Linked DNA regions of Sus scrofa: regions 2 and 3 are each linked to region 1. The links are chromatin contacts, called in public Hi-C and promoter capture Hi-C maps. All regions are on one chromosome and are shown on one strand. Each heading gives the region's core, a stretch centred on a gene start, on an enhancer-like site or on the middle of the called end of the contact. The rest is flanking DNA. Distances are from core to core; before and after follow the strand shown.

What was found. Promoter capture Hi-C pulls out the DNA fragments that hold promoters and counts their contacts. Hi-C and Micro-C count contacts between places; a contact is called where the count stands out from the background.
Region 2: a contact with region 1 is called in a promoter capture Hi-C map of fetal skeletal muscle, with 5 times the contacts expected there. The contact joins the promoter of HPRT1 here to the promoter of FAM122B in region 1. A contact is called at or near these places in 2 of 5 promoter capture datasets (fetal skeletal muscle and liver) and 1 of 2 datasets of contacts at active chromatin or transcription factors (alveolar macrophages).
Region 3: a Hi-C map of skeletal muscle shows a contact between it and region 1, with 4 times the contacts expected there. The contact joins the promoter of ZNF449 here to the promoter of FAM122B in region 1. A contact is called at or near these places in 2 of 47 Hi-C or Micro-C datasets (heart right ventricle and skeletal muscle).

Annotation. Positions count from the first base shown.
Region 1 is chrX:110,616,491-110,620,864 of Sscrofa11.1, reverse strand. It overlaps FAM122B (protein FAM122B), which reads left to right and starts at 3,093. Exons shown (of 9, transcript XM_021080317.1): 1 at 3,093-4,112. The coding sequence starts at 4,015. It overlaps LOC100516891 (protein FAM122A-like), which reads right to left and starts at 1,638. Exons shown (of 10, transcript XM_013983825.2): 1 at 1,518-1,638. The coding sequence starts at 1,566.
Region 2 is chrX:110,318,425-110,322,649 of Sscrofa11.1, reverse strand. HPRT1 (hypoxanthine phosphoribosyltransferase 1) reads right to left here and starts at 1,361. Exons shown (of 9, transcript NM_001032376.2): 1 at 1,239-1,361. The coding sequence starts at 1,265.
Region 3 is chrX:110,926,898-110,931,536 of Sscrofa11.1, reverse strand. ZNF449 (zinc finger protein 449) reads right to left here and starts at 3,369. Exons shown (of 5, transcript XM_021080814.1): 1 at 3,274-3,369; 2 at 190-638. The coding sequence starts at 543.

The DNA.
Region 1 (4,374 bases), core at 1,844-4,343:
CGCTCAGTGGGTTAAGGATCCAGTGTTGCTATGAGTGGTGTAGGTCACAGATGTGGTTTGGATCTGGTGTTGCTGTGGCTGTGGTGGAGGCCAGCAGCTGCAGCTTGATTCAACCCGTAGCCTGGGAACTTCCATATACCTTGGTTGTGGCCTAAAAAGACAAAACAAAACAAAGCAACACCCTCTGTGGGGTAAGCATCATCACAACGCCCATTTTTCAAAGGAGGAGACCGAAGCCCAGAGGAGTTATTCAAATTACAACTACTAAGTCGCTAAGCCAAGGTTCCTCTGCTTCTATTTAAATGAAAAGACATGGAGTTCCCATCGTGGCGCAGTGGTTAACGAATCCGACTAGGAACCATGGGGTTGCGGGTTCGGTCCCTGCCCTTGCTCAGTGGGTTAACGATCCGGTGTTGCCGTGAGCTGTGGTGTAGGTTGCAGACGTGGCTTGGATCCCGCGTTGCTGTGGCTCTGGCATAGGCCAGTGGCTACAGCTCTGATTTGACCCCTAGCCTGGGAACCTCCATATGCCGCGAGAGAGGCCCAAAAAATTAGCAAAAAGCCAAAAAAAAAAAAAAAAAAAAAAAAAAACAAAAAAAACACCAAAAAGCAAAAACAAAACAAAACAAAACAAAAGACAGAGGAGGCACCTCTTGATATTTCTCTGGGCACTATTTTTGTACCCATAAGCACTCAATACTTATACAATCATTTTATGAACAAATGCAAGTTTAAATAACCCGTCCTTCACAGCTATCTTGTGAACTAGGTAAATCATTTCTATGTTAAAAAAAATTCCAGAGAGATTAATGACACATAACTAGGTAACAGTAGAATCTGGGCTGCTACCAAGGTTCCTGAAAGCCACTGCTAAAGTTCCCCAGGAAAGCTGAAAGTTTATGAAAGATGGCAGCTAATGCTGAGTAAAGTCAGGGCGAATGTGGAAGGTAGTGGTTAAATACAAAACAGAGGGTCAAAACCAAACTGTTTGAATAGCTGAAAAATATGGAGTACATCAGAGAACAAGCAGAATACCCCCACTTTCCTGCTCATTTTCCTTTTCAAAGAGTTTGTTAATATCCTTGGCAGGTAATAAGGTTTAATGGATATACTTTGAATGAATAGACAAGCCAAATCTCATTATGCCTAAACATCTAAACATACCTTATTTTTAAAGATCTAAGTAAATAAGAAAAAAAAATAAAGATCTAAGTACCTAACACTAAGAAAATAGGCATAATAAAATGACATGGAAAGAGTAACTAAGAGATCATTCCTAGAAAAGGGCTAATAATATGAAATGACTAAATACATGAGATGGCAATAAGTTTTCAGCTACTACCAAAGGGAGAAATTCTCTTTAAGAGCAGCTACATATCAGGAACGTTAAGCCTGTTAAAAACAGAGACAGGACTCATAATACATACACAAGTTGGAAAGTCAAAAGGAACAAGTACTGCAAAAACAAAGAATTCTGTATACTATAGTATACATTTCTACCCACACGTTATACAAACCTAGCTGTGTTTCATGATCGTGTCTGCTTGTTCCATAGTCATGTGCCATGACCTTGGATCGGAGGTTTGCTTAGATGTGTACCTTGATCTTTATGCTACTCCTCTCTTTGTGTGTTTCAGTCTGCTGCCATCTTCCCCAGGCCTCTTCCCTATAAAAGGTGTCCCACAAACATGTCATAATCAGCTCTTTATTTTATCAGTTGTCATGGCAACCTTTAAGCAACATGTTAGGTTGTTACCACAAGAGCAAGACACATTCAAGTTAATCCCAATCCCTGAACCACCAACACCCAACACCTCCCAAAAGATTTACATGAAGGCAAGAATGATGTGAATAAAACCTGGAAATGATGGCCAAGGTAGCATCTGCCTTCTCACATATCCTTGAGTTTCTCCTAATTGTGAAGCCCCTGAAAGTCAGGGATTCTACTAAATTGTTTGACTCTTCAGAGTTAGGGACAGTGTATGTGGTCAACAAATGGTCTTTTGGTAGCTGTGGTGAATAACAGCATGTACTATAATTTTTTGGAGCGGATTACTGGGGAGTGGGGGTGTTGCTGAGACCTTGAGATAGAAAAAGAGCTATATAAATTGATCAAAACCAGAGCTTGCATTTCTAATGCAGGTGGCAGGAAAATATAGGCAATTTAAGGGAAACTAAAAGTGGTTTAAAAACTCTCATACTTCAAGTAGAACATAAAACACTGAGGAATAAAATGACAATTGGACTTGCCAAGTTTAATATGGTACAGCTGAATTGAACAAGCAGGTAAAACTATTTTTGCAAAAGATGAAACCAATTTCCTGATTATTAAGTTTCCTGTACTTTCTAGGTAGGTACCACACAGTAAGGTGGTTCTCTCTCTCCCAGGGTCTTTCAAGTGGTGAGGATTAGATGAGTTAATATTTCTAAAGCTCTTAGAACACCACCTAGAGCACAGTAACTGCTACAAAAGTGTTTAATAAAATAAGTAATTCCAGGCCTCACACAATCATGATTGTTAAGAGTCTCCGTAAATCCTAGAAAGAAAAAAAAAAATCTGGCTCTGCTACTTGTTCTTCAGGACTTAATATCACTGAAGCTAACCGGTGCTTGTATAATGGAAATGAGTACTTCTCACTAGCTATATGAACTCTCATTTGATTCTCTTTATTTTTACACCATTGCTTTTTTTTTTTTTTTAACTCCCCTTTGGTCTAGTGCATCCAAAAGGATGATCTGAAAAAGAAATCTGCTTTTCCAGACAGAAAGCAACAAAGTCCTGGGATTTGAGAAAGGTGAGCGGGGGAATCGCAAAAGTCAGAACGTACGAATTGGAGTGAAAAAAACGTGGAAACCACGTGTTTCTTTTTCCTTTGAATACTGGCCCAAACTCTTCCTGAAAGATGATGCTCCAGTATCTCCAAACGATTGGTTCTTTTCAAAATTGGGCGGCAGGATCCCTGGTCCAATGCAGGCGAGAAAGGCGCCGGGCTCCCTGGAAACGCTCCACCCCTTTGGAGGAGGTTTGCTGGGCGGGGCTCCCACGCATGCTCCGTGCCCGCGGGCCCATTGGCGCGGCCACCGGGCGCGTGCGCAGGACCGATGGGTGCCCGGACGCGGAAGACCTGGCCCCGCGGAGGTTCCAGCTCCTGAAGCGTGGGAGGCGTAAGAGGCTGCAGGTTGTAGATTTTGGTCTCGGCCCCGAGGGCTTTCCCCGGGCCATTAGAACCCAAGAAAGGAAAAGGAGGCATCGCGGCGGCGGCCGGCCAAACCCCCCACCTGTCCTCCTGGCAGGGAGGGGGGGCAGGAGGGGAGAAGCACCGATCACAGGGCTGAGGAACCTCTGGGGCCAGGTCCCAAAGCATGGGGGACTGGACCGCGTCCCCGAGCATGGGGAGCTGGAGCTGCCGAGGCCGCCCGGCCGGGCCCTGCCCGACTGTCAGCTCTTTGGTGCTAGTGCTGCCCGGGCAGCCAGGGTGTCTGTAGCCCGGCCCCGCTTGAGGTCGTCGGCGAAAGAGAGCATGAGTTCCGCTGCTGCCTAGTTTCCTCCCCCTCCTTCTCTGCTCCCTCCTTCCTCTTCCCCATACCTCCGTCCTTCTTTCCCACCCCCGTGCTCCTCTTTCCCTCCACCCTGCCCTCCTCCTTTCCCCCTAACTTCTTCCTTTCCCCCTCTGTCCTCCTCTTTGTCCTCTTGCTTTTCCATCTTTCCTCCCCCCTCTTGCCATTTTACCTCCCGCTTCGATCCCTTTTCCTGCTTCCTCTTCCCTCCACCACCACCTCTGCATCCTCCTCCCCTCCCTCCCTTTCCTCCTCCCTTCCTCATCCTCATCCTCCTTCCCTCCTCCTCTCCTGCTTTTCTCCGCCCCGCCCCCGCCCCTCAAGCCTCCGCCCCTTAGCCCCCGCCCCCAGCTGCCCGTCCCCAGCAGCTCAGTCCCGCAGCGAGAGTCTGGGGAGTCCATAGCCAAGCACCAGGAGCTGAGCACTGCCCGCTGTGCCTGCCTGCGAGTCTCCGACATGGCTCAGGAAAAAATGGAGCTGGACTTTGAGCCTGACACATCTGATGGGGGCACCCTGAGGAGATCCAACAGCGCTCCCCTGATCCATGGGCTCAGGTGAGCAGGGTTGGGGAGGATGGAGTGCCAGGTTCAGGGGCTCCTCGACCCGCCTGCGAACAGTCTTCTTTCCTTCAAGTGAGAGTTGCAGCTCATTTGGGTTCTCCAGCCCGAGGGGATTGGGACTTGTTTGCTTGACGGTGACTTGGGTCCCAAGGTGGAGTGAAAGTTTGACCCAGACTGGGCAGTGTGGGGGAAATGGGGGCCCTCTCTACCTGAGGCTCTGTTGGCCCACTCTAAAAGGAACTACGAGAAGCTTCTG
Region 2 (4,225 bases), core at 112-2,611, 300 kb after region 1:
CAACACCATGGGGTAGCTAGCACCTCAGTTACACATAAGGGCACAAGTCGAGAAAGAGAAAAGTAGTTACCCACGGCCACACAGCTAGTAAATAGCCCAAACCAGCAGGATTCCAGGCCAGACTCCATGAAGCGCAGTGCTCTTTACCTCAAGTCACAATGCCTAATATGAAAGAGAATCCTTCCTTTTTTAGGGTTCAAGTGCTTAATTATTTAATTTATTTATCCAACAGACCATGTTGAGAATTTCTTACATGCCAGGCACTGGATTACAGTGGTGATTACTGCCCTTATAAAGTTTATGTTTTTATGGGAGAGATAATCAACAGGTAATCAGGTAACTGCAAAATAATAATAATAATAATAATAATAATAATAATAATAATAATGCAGGCTAAGGCATTTAACTGACAGACGGTTGGCTATTTTAGCAAGAGGGATCAGAAAAGGAAGGTGGGGGGAGGGTGCAGCTTGGCTAGTTCGAGAAATGAGAAAAAGAACCAATGAGTTTGGAGGCAGGATACCAGACACGAACGTCCTTGAAGGTTAAGGACCAGATTCGCATTTTCCGTCCCCCGCGGCATCAAAGAGCAGAGGATACGGATTCAAGAAGATCTGATTCGGAGGCTCGGCTACCTCTGGGCCGTGAGGAAATTACCTAATATCGGTTCACAATTTTCTACGTGTGTAAAAAAGGTAGGCATGGTGACTGCTGCCAAGGCTGCCGTGAGGATGCAACGAGGCAATGCGCATTCCCACAAACATTCATTATAATGTTTGCAGAACTAGGTGAAAATACCAGTCCACGCATGCCTCCCATGTGGTCGTTTCCGTGCCCCGGGGCCCTCTCGGAGGTGCCCCGAGGACCTCACCCCCAGTCCCCCAAATCTAGACGAGAGCCTCTCCTAAGAAAGCCCCCACCCTCACGCCGCCAGATCATTCCCGAACTGGCCCACGGCCCCTCCCCACCGCACGCTCGCAAGCCGCACATGTCAACCAAATCGCCATTTCCACCCTCTCTCCCCACACGCCGCCCTGCTTCCCGGGGCTCTCCGGGGGCGGCCACCCTGACCTCGCCATTCCGTCCCCCCCGCCGCCCCGGGGTGACGTTCGGCCGAACCCAGGGGGCTGCGGCCGCCCCCCCCACCCCCCGGCCCCGGGCCGCCCCGGCCCGAGCCCGCACTGCGGCCCCGCGCCTCGGGGGCCGGCGCCGCGGGCCTGGCCGGCCAAGCTGCTCACCACGACGCTGGGGCTGCGGGTCGCCATAACGGAGCCGGCTGGCGCGCGGGCTGAGGGCGGTCTGGGGAGGAGGAAGCCGGCGGCGGGGCCGAGCGAGAGGCGGAGGTGCAGCGGGAGGCGGCGCCGCGCGGGAAAGCCGAGAGGTCCGCCCGAGCGTTCTCCGCCGCCGCAACAGCCGCTCAGAGCCCGGGCGCGGCAGGCTCCGCCCCTCCCGCCCCGCCCCGCCCGAGGCCCCGCCCCCGGGCCTCCGGCGGGCGCCTGCGAGTTTCCACTCCCCCGAGGTGGCCGTGGGAATTGCGTTCCCGAAGAAGCGGCGTCTCCTGCGCAGCCTCCATCCCTCTTTCCCTCAGTTTCCCATCCAGACGGCTCCCCAATTCCCAGGACTGCCGCCGCCTTCCTTTCTTCCCTGTGGCCCTAAACTGGGCGCCGGCTCTTCAGGTTCCTGTCACCACGTGGTTCCTCTCGCCCAGCGTCCCCTTCTCAAGACCTTGGACTGCATTGCGGCTTCCATTTTCCTGACTCGTGGCCCAGTTCTAACACAAATCTTTAGATGGATGTAAGAGTTGAGACCTAGAGCCCTAGAGTCAGCCAGATCAGGGTACAAATCCGAGGGGAACACTTAACTGCTCTTTACCTTTCAGCCTTTTTCGTCTCAGTAAAATGAGGGTATTAACAAGGATCTTGTGAAAATTAAAGAAGCGATATGGCGTGTGCATATGTGTATATGTGATTTAGCACTGCACACAGTCAGTAAATAGGAACTGTTGCTATTATTGTTCTTTATTCTTGCCTCCACAATTCCTAATTAAACTGGGGGGAAAAAAATCTTCCCCTACTCTCCAGTAGGTCAGGTAAGCAAGTAATAGTTGTTCCATCCCTAACTCATCTGTGTAGCTCCAGCACCCATCACAGTGCCCAGCACTTAGCTGGTGGCCTCCATTAAGGCCACTGAGGAATAGATGGGAGATTTCACTGAACTCCGAGCCTGTCTCTTTATCAAAAAACGGTGCTGCTAACAACTTTTTTTAATGTAACTTTTGGTGAACATGAGTGCATTTCCTTTGACGTGCATATCAACACATTTTTATTATTCTTTTAACAAACATCGCTTCACTAGGAAGTTAATTCAGAGAACTTTCGGTTATACACTTGGCCCCTGACACATGTGGACTCAGCCGCCCACAATGGTTTCTAAATTAGGTACCCAACACTTCAGAACCCTCCCAGCTTGCTTTTGGCTTGCAGTTTCTTTCTTCAACCCCTGTGGTGCCACGTGCTCCCGTATTTTAACAGAGATTTTGAAATAATGAAAGCCCAATGATTGTAGAGACTAGAAACTGTCATTATTTTAACCCTGGCATTCTTTGCGACAACTTGGAGCTTTTACTTGTGTTTAAAATTGAAATGTAGTCTTTAAAAAACAAAAAAATATATATAAAAAAAACAATTTTTGGCCACACCCTCAGAATGCAAGAGTTCCTGGGCTCGGATGGAACCCGAGCCACAGCAGTGACAACTCCAGATCCTTAACCTGCTGAGTCACCCAGGGAACTCCTGTATTCTTTTCAATTTTGTTTTAAAACTACAGATGAAATCAAGAACATAATGGTGATTACTAATTTTAATATAGAGAATAATTTTGTCAGATAGACAAGTACTTTTCTCATATAATTTTGTCTTTTTTTTTAAAGTTATCTACTCTGGGTGTCAGGTGTGCCACCGTTTTTTACAGAATACCAGCATGCAGGAAGAAATAAGGAAAACATGGATACAATCCAAGATTCCTCTGTCCTACTCCTGCCTTTCCAGAAACAATTTTGTAGTCCACTTTGTGTGGACATAATGAGGAATTATTTCTGTTAGCACTCAGCAATTATACTCATTATATTCATTATGCTCAGCAATTCTGAGTATATTTCTGCTCCACATGTTACTTCATTTAGTAAGAGCTTTGTTTTTGCCATGGTGCTATGGTCCACCAAAATTCATATTTCTATGAAAAAAAATCATCACCTAAAAAACACTCACCCTAACTACAGAACGTTTAAAGTGAATGTACAATAGCTTTCTCTATGTCAGATGCTTCTCCTTCACCAGAATAAATTTCCATTAGCTTTACTTTGATTCCACGAATTGGATGAGAAATTGAACCATTCCTGGAATTGACCAACGTGATAGGTAATTTTATGTCAACTTGGCTGGGGCATGGTGCCCAGATGTTTGGTCAAACATTATTGTGGATGTCCCTGCAAAGGTGTTTTCTGGATGAGATACACATTTAAATCAGTGGACTTTGAGTAAAGCAGATTACCTTCCCTAAGGTGGGTGGCCCTCATTTGAAGGCCTGAAGAGAACAAAGGCTGACCGCTCCAGCAAGCAACAAGGAATTCTGCCAGCCTTTGGACTGCCACTGCCACTGCAGCTCTGGGTCTCCCGCCTGCTGACTTTCGCCATCAGATTTTGGACTTGCCGAGTCTTCACGATTGCATGAGCCAATTCCTTAAAATGAATCTCTCATTCTCTTTCTCCCTCCCTCCTCTCTCTCTCTCCCTCTCTCTTTTACACACACACTTCCTGTTAGTTTTGTTTCTCTAGAGAATTCTGACTAATATGACTGATTTTGTTTGAATCATCTCACAATCTCAATATAAAACTGACATCATTTAAGTGTGAAGTTCTGCTAATAGAGTACTTAGTAAAAGCTATTGGGTCACTTTTCATCATGTACAAGAAAACTTGAAATCAAAAAATGAGTACATGAAATTTGAAGAGAAGTACTTGATCTGAACAAAAATCATTCACAAGCAATAGGCAGGTACCCTCTCTGCAGGTGCACCTCATGAAATCACTTTTGGGCACAGTCGCCTTAAAATAACTGCAAACCTCTGACGTAGATGATGTTGCTGTGTCTGCAGATATATTTTCTGGTTTTCATGTGGTCAGTGATACCCATGAGCTGCACCCAAGTGTGGATGATAATTATCGAC
Region 3 (4,639 bases), core at 2,120-4,619, 310 kb before region 1:
AAATATTTGTTATAGACATGGAGTTTAACAGTTAAGCATCACTGAAACTTTAGCTGACTCCAGCAGAAGGAAAAAAGGAAAAGCACTGCAGGCAAATCCTGGGGCACCGGACAGAAGGTGTGACCTGGTCCCAGCCACCTGCGCTACGTCTCTCGGTCTCATGACCAAAATCCCAAACTCTTTTCTCACCTGCTGCTCTGGTATTTCCAGTTCCCTCTGTAGGTCTTCTATCAGTGACACAACTCTTTCTCTGTTCTCTGGGCAATGTTCCCTCACCCAGGTCTCTATCTCAGTGGGCAGAATCGTTAGGAATTGCTCCAACACCAGCAGCTCCAAGATCTGTTCCTTAGAACGCATCTTTGGCTTCAGCCATTGACAGCAAAGCTCCCAGAGTTTGTTGAAAGCTTCATGAGGTCCAGCTGCTTCTTTGTACTGGAACTGCCGGAAGCGCTGGCGGAAGACCTCACAGTCAGTATCGTACTCTTGAAACACTGAGCCCTGATTCAAGGAGGCCTGGATTGCACAACCCAGGGCCACAGCCATCGCCCCCTTCCAGCAGTGGACAATGTCACGGGGTCCTGAAAAGGCAGATTGCAAGTTCTTTCTTTGTGTTATCGTCTGGGCGGAGCCACCTGCAGCTGAGGACAGGACAAGAGGGGAAACAGCAGTGGTTACCTGAGGGCACACTCCCCTCCCTCAACTCGCTCACTTTTCTCCAAAGCCCCAAAACAGCAGTTTATAATCTTTTTGGCGGCTTTCAGAATCTGGTGGAAGCCATGGCTTCACTTCAGGAGAATACGGTAGACATCCACTTCTGCACCCAACTTCCCAAACGTTTACAAAACGTCCAAGCCCATCCGTGGACCCTCCAGAACTGTGCTGTCCACCATGGGAGCCGCTAGGCTCTCGAGGACACAAGTCAAAATTTATTAAAACTAAAACCTCAGCGCCCGGCCACATTTCAAGTACTCAGCGGCCATCAGAACAGAGGCTTCTACTGGACAGCTCTGTTCCAGAATTTCGCCCCCCCCCCCCCCCCGACCAAGGCTAAACCCCCTTGCCTTAGATAAGCCCCTGCAGATGTGCTGGCTTTGAAACCCACTCTCAGCCTAATTCCAACGGTCCTGTGTTTCTGCATAGAGCTAGGCCACAAAAGAAATGGGGGCGCAATACTCACGATGGCAAAGAACCCTGAAAGTCCATCTACCTTTGAGTCGCCCCAGCCCCCTCCACCTTCAGCCAAGGGCATCCTAGCCGGAGCCACCCACGCCTTGCAAAGACAGCAAACCACCAACCCCTCTCAGTCCGCTCCCCTGGAGGTCACCGCCAGCTCAGCCAACACCACCGGGCCCCTCGCCCCGCAACAGCATTCTAAGTGACTTGCTCACGAGAAAACGACACGGCAACAGGGCAGGTCAGCGGGCGTTGGGTCTGCCCTAACACCCATGGACATTTATCACACGCGTCACGCTTTGTGCCAGGTACTGTCTGAGCCTCCCGCACGGGAGTTCCTTTCGCCCTCATCCATCGTCAGGAGGTGGGCTCTCAGACTGCGCCCGGAACACAGAGGAGGGCACCGAGCTGGGGCTTAGGAGGACTTGAATCACTTGTCCCAAGCCACAGAGCAAACGCCAGAGGGAGGTGGTCGGGAAGTTAGAATCGAGAGACTCCTGCACAGCTCAGGTCTCAAAACACCCACATGCCCTTAGCGCCATCTCCGAGGTCACACAGGCCATCCCATGCCTGTCCCCGCAGGTCTCAACGCTGGGCCCCGCCCAGTGCCAGGGCTCCTCTCTGTCCGCAGGGGCCCAGATGCCCTGTACCCGTCCTCTTCCTTGTAGTGGGACAACGGAAACATACCCAGCATCCCACCCGCCTCGCCCCAGTGGACACTGTCCCCATGGCACCCTTTATCCGGAGGGTAGCCTGGGCTTTGGCGGCAGACCACCTAGCGATCACCTGCTAGCTCTGGGCCCCTGGCACCCAGGGCTTCTGTCTGTAACCTGCCAACAATCCCAGCATCTCCTTCACAGAAGGACCTGCGGGCGAATCCCACTGCCTGGACAGGAACAGCAGGGTGCCTGGCACCGAGGAGGTGCTCAGGAAAGGTCGTTCCCTAGGGAGCTTCGATCCACCCCGCCCCGCCCCGCCCCACCAGCCCCCCACAGGCACCTAACCGTCGCTGGGGGGCGTGCAGGGACCACGCCGCTCGGGGCTCTGGACCCGCCTTTCCTGCGCTCCAGCCTCCCCGCGGGGCAGCCCTCCCTGGACGGTCCCCAGCCTGCCACCGCGTCGGCCAGGGAACTGACCCTCCGGGTTGCCCCCCTCCACGCCCCGCGGCCCTTCCGGAGGAAAGCTTCCCTCCACCCAGGGGCTCCTGGCTTCTCCGCAAACCCTCCCGAAATGACCCCGGGCCCACAGGGCCCGTGCAGGAAGAGCTGTGTCCGGAGAGGGCGAGGGGAAAGGCACGGGGGGCAAGTCCACAAGCCGGTGGGAAACCCGATGCCCGCGGCGCGGCCCCAGCGCGCTCCCCGGGGAGGAGGTCCCGCCGCCCAGGGGGGCGCTCCCGGCCCCGGAGCAGCCCGGGAAGGCCCGGCCGGGTGGCCGGGAGCGGCGGCGGGGACCCGGGCTGGCCAGGGGCCCGCCGCCCGGCGCTCCTCCCCGCGCCCTCGGCCGGATCGGGGCTGCAGGCGGCGGGTTCGCGCAGCCGGAGCGGGATGGGAGCCCCGCTCCCCGCGCCCGCGCCCCAGGGACGGCCACGCCCTCTGGCCGCTCCGGGACTCACCGCCTCAGCGCCCACGGCTCTCCCAGGCTCACCGGGGGCAGCTGCCCAGGGCGCAGGCGCGCGGCCGCGCTGAGGACTACAACTCCCGGCAAGCTCCACGTCACTCGCCCAGGGATCTCGGCCCCAAAGGCGCTGACGCGGGAGGGGCTGGGATTTTCCTTGGCCTCTGCCAGGCCGGAGGCCTCTTTGGAAGCGATCCCACTTCCGGTCTTAAGCGCCTTTAAATTCCAGGGGATTGGGTGGGTTGCGCCCCGGTTCTCGATCCTAGCGAGGGCTTCTCTCCCATCATCCCTGGAGTAACTGGAGCAGCGGGGAAACTCCTTAAATCTGTTACCACTGCATCAGTGATTGTCAAACTCCTCTCCGTAAGAAGAATTTCTTGCGAAAACCTTTTAAAAATTCAGATTTCTGGACATCCGTACGCATTGACTCTCGCATGAGCTCCAGGATTCGCACTTAATAAGCCTTCTTGGAATATTGACGCTCACCTTCAGCTCGCGGGTCACAGTGGCCTTGAATAGCTCATGCTTTTTTGAGTACCTCGTGTTTTCTTAAAGAGCCTACCTTCAATGAAGCGATCTCGTGCATTCCTCGCTCCTTTCGGCCGCCACCAGAGGGCGCTCGCGGCTTTGACGGTGCCCAAATGGCCCCGCCTCTTATAGTGGATTCCCCTCTGGTCTCGTCCCCGCAAATTTCGCTTCTGCGTGGTCCCTTTCCAACTCAGCCGTGAATTGTGACCAGGAGAGAGGCGATGGTGTCATTCGGGAGATGTAGTCCTCACATTGGTCCTGAGATAGTTTTGTTTTTCTGTTTTAGTCTTTGGACGCCAAACTTTAGTGTTGGTCCAAGAAAGAGCGGGAAGAGCTGCAGGCGATTGTGCCTCCCAGAGGCCCTAGTGGAAGCGAGATCAGGGGCAGGGGCCCCATAGTCCTGAATCCACAGAGGCCAAAGTCCTTGAAATAGCTCCGCTTGGGCTGGAGCTGGGCTCATGGACTGCGACATGGACCCACGGGCACCCTGACTCCTGCGGATTCTGTGTATTGTCTCATGGGGCGCCAGGCGCCTTTCACAGCTGTCATGGCTGGTTTCTGGGCCAAGGTGGTCGGCATTTGACCCTGGCTTCCAGGAGCAAAATGTAGTCCTCATTTTGAAACCAGAGTGGCTTCTGCGCCTGGAGCCAGCAGCTCCAAGCAAGGCCCAGCGTGGGGGCCTCTCATCTGCACTTCTGTGGCTTCTGCCGCTGGTCTCTGAGAAACCAAGGCAGGCAGCTTCTGGAGCTTTGCTGTGGGTGGGTGGGTGGCTTTGGCTTGTGAGATGCGCACCATGGAGCAGATCCTGGGGCTGCGGGTGTCGGGGTGCCTCCTGACCATTCTGTCCCAGGAGATCCACGGCAGGGTGCAGAAGCTGTACACACACATCTCACCAAGAGGCTGGGAGTCTTTTCAAGTACACGCAGAGAGAACTTGCCAGACTGAGGGAGACTGGGGGGCGGGGATCCGAGTAGACCTACATGGGCAAGTGACTTTGTAATTTAGTCTGGAATCTTCATCCTCCCGATTTCCCCCCAGGCGCACACAGAAGGTGAAGACTGCGGGTTTCCACAGGGAGGCAGCGCCACTGCTGCAAGAGTCAGTGTCAGCTCGGATCAAAGGGGCTGGAATCCTGGCTCTGTCCACTACCCCGTGACCTGGGGCAGGTCACTTTCCCCTTTGGGCTTCAACTTCCCCTTTGGTAAAATGGCTTCTGGGATTGTTTTGAGGATTAAAAGGAGGGCAGCGTGTACATTTTTTTAAAAAGACATGGGCACTAAGCATTGTATTATATTTTATTGTATTTTATTTTTGGCCACGTTCA